Regions from separate parts of the Sus scrofa genome. Here region 2 is linked to region 1. The links are chromatin contacts, called in public HiChIP or PLAC-seq maps. All regions are on one chromosome and are shown on one strand. The core of a region is the stretch at or near the end of the contact, and the rest is flanking DNA. Distances in the headings are between cores, read along the strand shown. Region 1 holds the start of C7H6orf89 (bombesin receptor-activated protein C6orf89 homolog). Region 2 holds the start of PIM1 (serine/threonine-protein kinase pim-1).

The links. HiChIP or PLAC-seq counts read pairs in DNA pulled down with a chosen protein or histone mark.
Region 2: a contact with region 1 is called in an H3K27ac HiChIP or PLAC-seq map of alveolar macrophages. The contact joins the promoter of PIM1 here to the promoter of C7H6orf89 in region 1. A contact is called at or near these places in 3 of 5 promoter capture datasets (fetal liver, liver and skeletal muscle), 8 of 47 Hi-C or Micro-C datasets (alveolar macrophages, embryonic fibroblasts, fetal liver and 5 more) and 2 of 2 datasets of contacts at active chromatin or transcription factors (alveolar macrophages and skeletal muscle).

The regions. Positions count from the first base shown.
Region 1 is chr7:32,542,057-32,547,723 of Sscrofa11.1, forward strand. C7H6orf89 (bombesin receptor-activated protein C6orf89 homolog) reads left to right here and starts at 2,513. Exons shown (of 10, transcript XM_021098652.1): 1 at 2,513-2,646; 2 at 5,476-5,667. PPIL1 (peptidyl-prolyl cis-trans isomerase-like 1) reads right to left here. Exons shown (of 5, transcript XM_003128368.5): 2 at 2,132-2,519. The coding sequence starts at 2,187.
Region 2 is chr7:32,785,818-32,791,484 of Sscrofa11.1, forward strand. It overlaps PIM1 (serine/threonine-protein kinase pim-1), which reads left to right and starts at 2,429. Exons shown (of 6, transcript XM_005665927.2): 1 at 2,429-2,923; 2 at 3,033-3,139; 3 at 3,245-3,295; 4 at 3,380-3,746; 5 at 5,318-5,494. The coding sequence starts at 2,842.

The DNA.
Region 1 (5,667 bases), core at 1,263-3,762:
AACACAGATATCTCCTTTGAATAAAACATGCATTGTCTTCTGGTACTTCTTTTAAGCAAAATAACTGTGGACAACTAAAATTTCCAACACCTTATACACAAAAAATGGCTGATCACTGGAAACTGGTATAACCAACCCCTAAATTAGGGGGAAAACAAGTCTTACATTTAATTTGTAATTTTTTTAGGTTGAACATCAAAATATTGGGAATTCATTTTTACTTATACATAAGTAAGTTGCTGGGTAGAGGTAGAAACTAGGTAAATGAGATACAGTAAGGTTTTCAATGACTATCTTCTTTTTTTTTTTTTTTCCTTTTTGCCACCCCCACGCCACACACATGGAGTTTCCAGGCGAGGGATCAGATCCAAGCTGCAGTGCAACCTACACTGCAACTGTACCAATGCTTCATCCTTAACCCACCATGCTGGGCCAGGGATCAAACGTTGTTTCCCAGCACTCCAGAGATGCCACCGATCCCACTGCACCACAGTGAAAACTCCAAGTGAATATCTTTTTCAAACTTCTGTATTTCTGAGCCACATAAATTACCATCATAAAAAAATGTAATGGAGGAATTCCCATTGTGGCTCAGCAGTAACCAAGCTGACATGTATCCATGAGGATATGGATTCAACCCCTGGCCGCTCTCAGTGGGTTAAGGATCCAGCGTTGCTGTGAGCTACGGTGTAGGTCAAAGACACGGCTCAGATCGGTGTTGCTGTGGCTGTGGCTGTGGCCGGCAGCTGTGGCTCTGATTCAACCCCTAGCCCGGGAGCTTCCATATGCTGCATGTGAGGTCCTAAAAAGAGAAAAACAATTGCATACCTCCAAGTTGAGGCCTGAAAAAGGAGAATTTTCCTATATAAGAAGGTGGGGAAGATGGCCAGGGGGCAAAAGCAGCATCTGAGAGAATTGTTCTCTGTGGAAATCAGCCTGGGCAAGAAAGCGATAGAGAGGATAGCTGACTTTGCCTACTGATAAAAGAATGACAGAGGTAGCAAGAGAGGTAGGCAAAGGCCAAATGAAAAAAAGCATCTACAAAATTTTAATTTTATACTCTTGTAGCAATAAGAAGTTACTTAAAAGTTATTAGTCCTACTTTGGAAAGATCATTTTCAACTTTTTCCAAAGAGGCAATGGAATGAATGGTGCTAAAGAACCCAACACTGGAGGTAAACAGACCAGACTCCAAATGAGGTTCCCCTACTTTCTAGCTACATGGGTTTAATCAAATCATTTACTCTGTATTTTATTTTTTATTTTTATTATTATTTTTTTGTCTTTTTTTTTTTTTTAGGGCCGCACCCGCTGGCATGTGAAGGTTCCCAGGCTAGGGGCCTAATCCGAGCTGCAGCCACTGGCCTAGGCCACAGCCACAGCAACGTGGGATCCGAGCTGCGTCTGCGACCTACACCACAGCTCACACCAACACCAGATCCTTAACCCACTGAGCAAGGCCCGGGATCGAACCAGAAACCTCATGGTTCCTAGTCAGATTCGTTTCCGCTGAGCCACGATGGGGACTCCCATTCACTCTTTAAATTACGGAATTTCTCCTGCTAAAAATGGAGAGACGGTGGAATGGCACCTACGTGATTTAAGTTACTCAGAGATTTAAACTAAATATGATGCTACACATCAGGGGCATGGGCCTAGGTGGTGCTCAATATAATCACTCTTTGATAGGAGTAAATAAATGTGCTTCTTCCGGTGTTCTCCTAATAATTTGTTTATACAATTGTTACTTACAACGTTAATATTTACACATGTGTCTCCTCACTACACTATAAGCTTCTAAAGGCCAGGCTGTGTGTGTCATCCACCTCTGATTCTCAGATCCTACGTCCCCGGCCTGTAGATTCAATACACGCGTGCTGAATGAATGGATAAAGGAACCGAGGGGTGGGAAGAGGGCAGTATTGCCGCTGTGGCTAAGATTCCAGCGTGAGTCGGTGCGGGGCTCCAACGCCGGCAGCCGCGGTTCCCACTCAGCCCTCAGGTGGTCCCCACAGCCGCGGCTCCCCGAGGAGGTCCGCCGCCAGATGGAGCGCGCCGAAACCGACCCCCGCGGCTAAGCTTGGGATCCGCGTCGCTTCCGCCAGCCCAGCCTCAGGGGCTGCACCCTCACCTGGTCTCCAAGTATACGTTGGGGGGCTGCCAGGAGTCTGGAGGGATAGCCGCCATAGTGAAGCTAGCGGAGTCCCGCCGTTGCAATCGCTACTTCCGGCGTCGACTCCCGGGAGACCCGAGGCTGCTGCACACACTTCCGGTTCCCGTGGTTCAGGTCTAGCGACGCCAAGATCTTCGGGGGCTTGAGACAAGGAAGGGGAAAGACCTCCACCTCCAAGGTCGGGAATCTGAGGTGCGATGTGAAAACAAACGGTCCGGCGCAGACGGAGAAAAGTGCAAGCTCTGTCAGAGATGGTCTCCAAGCGGAGAAACACCGCGCCACTCTCCGAACGCTCTGATTGGTTTGTTTAGGCGTGGAAGGAGTGAACACCAACAAATCTGCACTTCTGTGGGAATTAAATGCTCATCTTCAATTCGAAGAATTTCTTAGTCCCGCATTGAGCAGAGACGGAAAGAGCGGAAGTGAATGGAAGGGAATAGAGTTGAGAGATGCCAAAAACTAAAGCTTGTAAGGTGCTGTACGTTTACATAGCGCTTGAACATTATTATCTTACCTACTCCGCAAACAGTCTTTTATATATATATATATATATATATATATATATATTTTTTTTTTTTTTTTTTTTTTTTTTTTTGGTCTTTTTGCCTTTTCTAGGGCTGCTCCCGCGGCATATGGAGGTTCCCAGGCTAGGGGTCAAATCGGAGCTGTAGCTGCCGGCTTACACCCGAGCCACAGCATCGCCAGATCCAAACTGCGTCTGTGACTTATACCATAGCTCCCTGCAACACTGGATTCTTAACCCACTGAGCAAGGCCAGGGATTGAACCTGCAACCTCATGGTTCCTAGTTGGATTTGTTAACCACTGAGCCATGTCGGGAACTCCAACAGTCTTATAAAAAGTTATGTTGTTACTGCCATTTTCAGATCTGAAAACTGAGACTCAGCAGTAAATGACTTGTTAATTTGTCCATGACCATGCAGCAAATCAGAGCTTCTAGACTTCCAAAAGCAAAGCGCCTGGGGAGAGGGGAGAGGGCTGGGAAAAAAATGAGAGATAAGGAAAAGGAGAAAGAGGAGAATGAAGATCAAATAAATCAGGGCTAAAGCAAGGCCTAGAACAACCGTGTCTGAGATAGATGGTGCCCCAAGGTTGTAAGGAGGGTTCGCTCATGATCAAAGAGAAGCAAAGTAGAGGCAATTCCAGGAGGTTTAGAGGGAGGACAAGAAAGAAATGGGGTTAATAAACATATTGTAAATGTTTTGCACATCTCTTAATAATGATAGTTAAATGAATGCTTACTTTGTGCCAGGCGTCCACTTAAGCACTATTGTGTACTTTCCCATTGTTAAAAATCAAACACAAATGGAGCCCAGACTTGAAAATTCCCTGAGCAGACAAACTAGTCAGGTCATACAAATAAAATTTAATTTAGATTTCTTTCTTTCTTTCTTTCTTTTTTTAGGGCTGCATCCGTGGCATATGAAGGTTCCCAGGCTAGGGGTTGAATCAGAGCTGTAGCCGCTGGCCTACACCCCAGCCGTAGCAATGCCAGATCTGAGTCGCTCATGGCAATGCCATATACTTAACCCACTGAGCAAGGCCAGGGATCAAGCCTGCATCCTCATAGATCTTAGATTCCACTGAGCCGCAACAGGAACTCCTAGATGATTCTTAAAATAAGCAAAACTTAACTTGGGCCACTTCTTGTTCTTCTTTTCTCTGAAAATCATAAATGAAACTGTTCCCCAAAATTAATATGGGTAACCACTTTTTTTTCTTTTTAGGGCCGCCAGCATATGGAAGTTCCCAGGCTAGGGGTGGAGTTCTGCTGCTGGCCTACACCACTGGCACAACAATGCCAGATCAAAGCAGCGTCTGCAGCCTACACCACAGCTTGTGGCAACATCGGATTCTTAACCCACTGAAGGAGCCCAGAGGTCAAACCCACAACCTCATGGATAGGAGTTGGGTTCTTAACCTGCTGAGCCACAATGGGAACTCTGAGGTAACCACTTTTAACCCATTTTCTATCACTAAGAAAACTCTAATACTATAAACCAATCACTGTGAAGAATAGGCACTGCCTCCTTACTTTATGAGCTGCTTTATAAAAATATACCTTTGAGGATTGACCAAATTTTTCCCAGGCCAGGAATTAACCCAAGCCACAGCAGATACCTGAGCCACAGCAGAGACAACACCAGATCCTTAACCACTAAGCCACCAGGGAACTCCCTAAATGCCCTTTATTGAAAAGGAAATTATAGACTTTTACAGAAACATCATTTTTCAAGCTGGAAACATGAAGGTCATTCTTTATCTCTCTGCTCCCTTCAAGCGACACATTATCAAGACCCATCAATTCTTTTTTTCCAAACATCTCCAAATTGTATCCCTTCGTTCCCATTCCCACTGCTGTTTCATACCTTTAACACCAGGATTATTTCAAGAGCCCTTTTCCTGCATTCTCTGCTTTTTGGCTTTCCCCCACTAATCTATCACACACACACACAATCACAAAAACTTTCCTCCCAAAACGCTACAAGATATTGCCACAAAGTATTAGATGTTTTCCCTTTGCTTGTTAAAGTCCCAAATCACTTGGTCTGAACTTGAAGGACCTTCACCATTGACCCCTGACTTCTCCAGCTGGATTTCCTATTTTATTATCCAAGCCTTAAATGTGGCAACAGTCTTCTCACTTCCAGACCTCTGCCCAAGATGGCCTTTCTCCTTGTAATGCTTTCCCAAACCTTGTCCATGCCCTTGTTCCAGCTTCTTCAGAAAACCTCTCCACTCTACAGTAGACTCTCTCCCCTTCTCTCTTCTTGGTCTTTAATTTGGTGTCCCCTTCCATCATTGTCTAACTGCTTGTGTCAAATTTTGTTCTCACCCAGTAGACTGTTAACAGCTCTAACATGTTAGAACTTGGCCTCTTCCAGTTCAGTTCAGCATTCACATAGAGCCTATTCCAGACCAGAACCTGAACAAAGGGAACTTCCAGTGTAATCTTGAGCAATTTAACCTTTCCATAAACCTCAGCTGGTTGGTATGAGGGTAAATGAGAATTGCTGAAGTGGTTTCATGATATAAAGTCTTTTTTTTTCCCCCCCTTTTTGGCCAGACCTCTGGCATATGGAAGTTCCTGGGCCAGAGATCGACCTGCACCACAGCAGCAATCGGAGTAGCTGCAGTGACAATGCTGGCTCCTTAACCCGCTGAGCCACAAGGGAACCTCTAAAAACCTCTGTAACGTCTGGCACAGAGTACATTCTCAATAAACATTATGAGTGGGCCATATGTACATGTGAGCGATTTATTTGCTTGTCTTTCTTTTAGGTCACAAGAGTAAGGGCCTGCTCACCATTTACGTATCCTTCCCAATCCCACCTCTTAATGCCTAACACGGTGCCAGGCAGGTAGTAAGAGGATCAGCAAATACCCATTGAATGAATCAGTTGAGCTATGAAGTGTGTGTTAGCGAAGGAAAGGCCCTAGCAAGGACTGAAAAGGACCGAATTCAGAGGAAGG
Region 2 (5,667 bases), core at 1,179-3,678, 240 kb after region 1:
CCCTAAAATGTAGGTGCAACTGTTATCTCCATTCAGTGTAAAGCTTAGAAAGGTTAAGTAACTTGACGAACGTCACATAACTAGATTTGAAAGCAAGGTAACTCAGTTTAAAGGTTGTTCCTAACCTTTATATTGTCTGTTCCATTTTAATTTGCTGAAATTTGGTCTAAATTGACTTTTATAATCATGACCTTTTTTGTGGAGACCCATTTTAGTCTTTCCTTTCGTCAACAATCATTGGACAAAGTATTCATTTAAGGACTAGGGAGAGAAGATATAAATAACTGAAAAGTTAATAAAGAGATTTAAAAAAAAAACCTAAAAAACGTGCGGTTGTCAGATAAGTGGAGTAGATGTGTAATTTCATGCTTGGAGTTTGTTGGGCAATCTGGGGTGGAACTAGAATTGTGTTCTCAAGTCGGCAAAGGCTTTAAATAAAAGAGGGGGAATTCTCAGAGCAGGCTGACTGCCTCTCCAAAGGCACAAAGTCTAAAGTGCTGCGTGAGTGGGAACAAGGGAGAATGGTCCAGTATGGCTTGTGAAAGGAAAGGGAAGGTAGAGGGGTTGGAAATGGTGGTCACATAAATTTATACTTGTTATCTTAGTATCAAGGACAGTTTTGGATGCCAATAGAAGAAAAGCTTTGAATACTCTGGAGTTGAATTTGGGTCATTTCATCTCTTCCTCCCTTAGCTGTTGTATGACCCTGTGTCATCCTATTTATGTTTCATTTTCCTGTCTGTAAAAAAGGGAATAATTCTTGTTCCCTTGGGTTTTCTCATAGTCATCAAAAATGAATGAGTTAGGCCACAGTACACAACAAAAGGGAAATATGTAATATCTTATAAGATAAATTCATAAAAGTTGTGAAACAACTGGGTGTCTTTATAAAACAAGCACTGTAGGAAACTTTTAATGAAACATTTAAACTCATTAATGCCAGCAGATACACAGATCCACGGACTTCCTCATTTTTCCTTTAAGTGGCAGGAACTTGAAAACAATTAAAATAGGATGTAGTTAGCTTTCAATTATTTAGGCTCTGACATTTCAATTTATGGATTACATAGAATTCTAATTTACTCATTTCACACGTCGTTATCAACTCTACATGAAGTTTAAAAGGACAAAGGATGAAAGTCAAATTGGTCAGTTTTCCGTGTTATTTCCAAGGGGGGGCAGGGAAAGGAGGGGCATTTCCTTTGAGTCAAGAATCGGGGGCTGCTAATAATTGCTAGTATTGCCTGACTGGTAATAACAGGCTGATGAAAAGGTGAATACAACGCGAAAGCTGATTAAATCAAGCGCGCCCTCCCACCCCGCTTTAGATGAGGAATTCATCTCTCGCTCCCGCCCTCACAGAAGGGCTGAGACAGCATCTGGCATCACAATACTAACATTTGTTTCGTGATTTCCTCTTTACCGGGCACTCTGACACACATCACTGCTTAGGAATCAGGATTCACTGGAACCTTTCTGCATTTTAAAAATAAAATCTGCTAGGGGATTGGGGGCTGGGGAGCTGATCTTTTCACGGGCTGTGACAACCGCGATCGGGACGCCTCCCCCGAGTGAGCGGAGCTCTCCTCATTTTATTCCGGGCCTGTGACACCTCCACTCCCTGCGTGAAGCCGCTGTGACTCACATCTTGCAGATCCTTCGCCCCCCACGCGCCCCCAACACACAAACCCCGGAGGACCCAACTCGAGCCCACAGAGCGTGATCAACCAGCCCAAGCCGACTTGGAGGTCTCACGTCTGAGTCACACAGAAAGACCACCCTCGTCGGCATCCCCCCCGCCACACACACACCACACACACACACACACACACGGTCCCTCACACCCCGGCGCGCCGGCCGCCTGGCCTCCCCGCCTGTCACACCAACGCCCGTCGTCTCTGCGCAACTTGTTATGCTCCAGCTCAAGCCCTTGACCCAAAAACCCCGAGAAACGGAGAGCCGCAGAGCCGGCCTCGGGCGGCCTTTGATGGCTTTGTTATTGTTTGGGTTTGAATCGATACGCCCCTCCCCATCCTTCCTCCGTGGCTGCTAGACACCCAGCTCCCGCCTCCCATCACGCCCCGCGCCCCTCCCCCTCCATTTTGGCGCCTTTTCCTTCCCGCCACGTCGTGGCGGCGTAGAGACCATTCTGACCGCGAGAGCGGGGCGGGGCGGGAGCGGGGCGCGCCGTGTTATGCAGATAGGTCGGCTTCTGGTTGGCTGGAGATGCGCCGGCGGGGGCGGGGCCGGGGTGCGGCGCCGGAGCGCGCGGGGCGGGGGGGAGGGGAGTCGCCCTGTCCCGCCGCTTCCCCACCCCCTCTCCTCCCTCCGCTGGCCTGGCAGCCCGGCTCCCCGCCTAGGCCTCCTGGAGAGGCCCCGCCCCATCCCCGCCCGCCCGCGCGCCCCCCGCCGGCGCGCTCCGCCCCTTTACTCCTGGCGGCTGGGCGAGCCGGGCGTCTGCTGCAGCGGCCGCGGTGGCGGAGGAGGCCCGAGAGGACTTGGCGGCAGCAGCGGCAGCGGCGGTGGCGGGACCGGCAGCAGCAGCAGCTACAAGCTCCCTGTGCCGCGGCGCTGCCGCAAGAGTCCCACGAGCCGCCCACCCCGCCGCCCTCGGCGTTGCCTGACCCCGCCGGCGTGTCCGCCAGTCTCCAGCCCCGGCGGCGCCCCCAGTCGTCCTCCGACTCGCCCTCGGCCTTCCGCGCCAGCCGCTGCCGCAGCCGCAACGCCACCCGCAGCCTCACCCCCAGCCGTAGGCACAGCCACCGGCACAACCCCAGCCCCAGCTCCTGCTGCTGCAGCTCTTCCAGACGCAGTCCCTACGCCGACACCCTGGAGGTTGGGATGCTCTTGTCCAAAATCAACTCGCTTGCCCACCTGCGCGCCGCGCCCTGCAACGACCTGCACGCCACCAAGCTGGCGCCCGGTGAGTGCCCCCCCCCAAATCGTGGATGGAGGGGCGACTGGACTTCCCAGGGTGGGAGCTGGGGGCACCCGGGCCGGCACTGAGTCCTCTGTGACTCCCCCTTTCCTAGGCAAGGATAAGGAGCCCCTGGAGTCGCAGTACCAGGTGGGCCCGCTACTGGGCAGCGGCGGCTTCGGTTCGGTCTACTCAGGCATCCGTGTCGCCGACAACTTGCCGGTGAGTGGGCGCCCCACCACGGGGAGGGCGCTCCGGGCAGGGGGGCGGCAGGGTGTGTTTGGCTCTGGCGAGGGGACCTAACAGACTCTCTGGGGGGCTTTCCAGGTGGCCATCAAGCACGTGGAGAAGGACCGGATTTCCGACTGGGGAGAACTGGTGAGGGAGCGACCCCAAGGATGGGTGGGGTGAGGGGCACCCTCCGACTCCCGCCCTAACGCAGCCCCCTTGCCCCCTCTGCAGCCTAATGGCACCCGAGTGCCCATGGAAGTGGTTCTTCTGAAGAAGGTGAGCTCGGGCTTTTCCGGCGTCATTAGGCTCCTGGACTGGTTCGAGAGGCCCGACAGTTTCGTCCTGATCCTGGAGAGGCCCGAGCCGGTGCAAGACCTCTTCGACTTTATCACGGAAAGGGGGGCCCTGCAGGAGGAGCTGGCCCGCAGCTTCTTCTGGCAGGTGCTGGAGGCCGTTCGCCACTGCCACAACTGCGGGGTGCTCCACCGCGACATCAAGGACGAGAACATCCTCATCGACCTCAACCGCGGCGAGCTCAAGCTCATCGACTTCGGGTCGGGGGCGCTTCTCAAGGACACCGTCTACACGGACTTCGATGGTGAGCCAGGCCTTGGGGGAGCTGCGCGGGAGGGAGCTGCCCAGGTGACTCGGCCTGGCCTGGAGGCCTCCACAGGCTCCCCTCTCCGGCCCTTTGTAAAGGTCATCGGGCCGCCTGGCTCGATGCTAGCAGGGGTGGGGCGAAAGAGAGCTTCCCAGCCTAGGAAAGCCGGCGATTTCAAGCCAGCAGAACCTGTAATGTTTCTGGCATGATTTTATTTTTTGAGTGGAATTCAGTGGGTTCCAACCTTTCCCGATGAATAAGAGGTTGTGGGCAACCGGCCGTAGCCCAGATTTCTGAAGTCTGACCCAGTTTCCTCCCCAGTAAAAGGATAGGAGGGGGAAGGAGGAGGAGAGAGCGGGAGAGATGAAAATTGATGCCGGTTTTGTAATTTTTGTTTTGTCTTACAAGGGACTTAGTTTTCGGTAAGGTAGTTTTAGAGCTGCAGTTTCTCTCCTTTGATCTAGGGAAGGATAAGGAATAGAAACAGTAGTTGTGCTGAATAATTCGTTTTGTTGATTATTTAATTTTGGGGGGTGTTGTAGGGTGAGGGAATTAAGAATGAATGTTGTGAAATAAGATCTCTTGCTGGTTAGAGAATTAGTTGGGTGTCTCCGCAGAGAGGATGAAAACCTATCCTAGGGAGGGGCTTGGAGCGGGTCCTTTCAGAGAAGATGGAATGGAGAGCTCGGAGATCAAAGCACAGGAGGGTGGGTCATCATCTGAGCGGCTTAACCTCACCAACGACAACCTTTCAAAACTTGTGACTGGGGCTTGTGGTTTGTGTTTATTTGCCCTTGGAGGACGCTGGGTTGGGCTGTATTTTTTTGTATTTAACAGTTAATGGCTGGTCCTCCCCGGGTTTTTTTTTTTTTTTTTTTTCTTTGAGTCTTTGCTGCCCCCTGGTGAGCACCAGCGGGATGGCCCCCACCTTTTTTTTTTTTTTTTTTACAACTCAAAGTTTGTAAACAGGAATCACGTGGTCTGAAGCCAGCCCTGCAGCTCTGTCTACCTTTCCCTTGTGGGGAGGAAGGGGTGTGGGTGTCTGCCTCTGTGTTCAGAGGGTGGGGAGGACAGCCTCTCAAAGGGCACCCTGACTTAGGATATTGTGCAAGTGTCCTTGCCTGCATCACATCAGAAGTGAGACTCACCCTCACCCGGCTCCTGGGCAAGGATGTTTAATGCAGTTTGAGGCTGGTCTGTGGAATAACTCCCTTGATTGTGCAAACCTTCATCCCCTCTTTCTGTGGCGGGTGGTCCTGCCACACACAAGCCTCAGGGTCTGTGGCCGGCCCTGTTTGTTTCTTGGAGCTGTTTGTAAAGAATTTCAGCTAATGGTCTGGACGGTGAGGGTAGGTGGAAATGCTTTGGGTTGGAGAGTTGCCATAAGTTGCTCATCCACTCCCTTTAGCCCCAAGGCCAAAACAGGAGTTCACCCAGCTGCTGGGGGAGGAAGTAGCGTAGTGGTTGTTTTGTTTTGTTTTTTTAAGAGTTACTCAGCAGACCTCAGCTGCTTTGTGTTTTATTTTTTGCTAAAAGCGTGTTTTCCTTCCTATTCCCCCGGCTCTCAGGAACCCGAGTGTATAGTCCTCCAGAGTGGATCCGCTATCATCGCTACCATGGCAGGTCAGCGGCGGTCTGGTCTCTGGGGATCCTGCTGTACGACATGGTCTGCGGAGATATTCCCTTTGAACATGATGAGGAGATCATCAGGGGCCAAGTGTTCTTCAGGCAGAGGGTCTCTTCAGGTAACTTCTGGGAAGCGCCCCCCGCCCATTTTTTAATCTTTTTAGGGCTGCACATGTGGCATATGGAAGTTCCTAAGCTGGGGGTCCAATCAGAGCTGTAACCACTGGCCTGCTTCACAGCCACAGCAACGCAGGATCCGAGCCGCGTCTGTGACCTAGATCTGCACCACAGC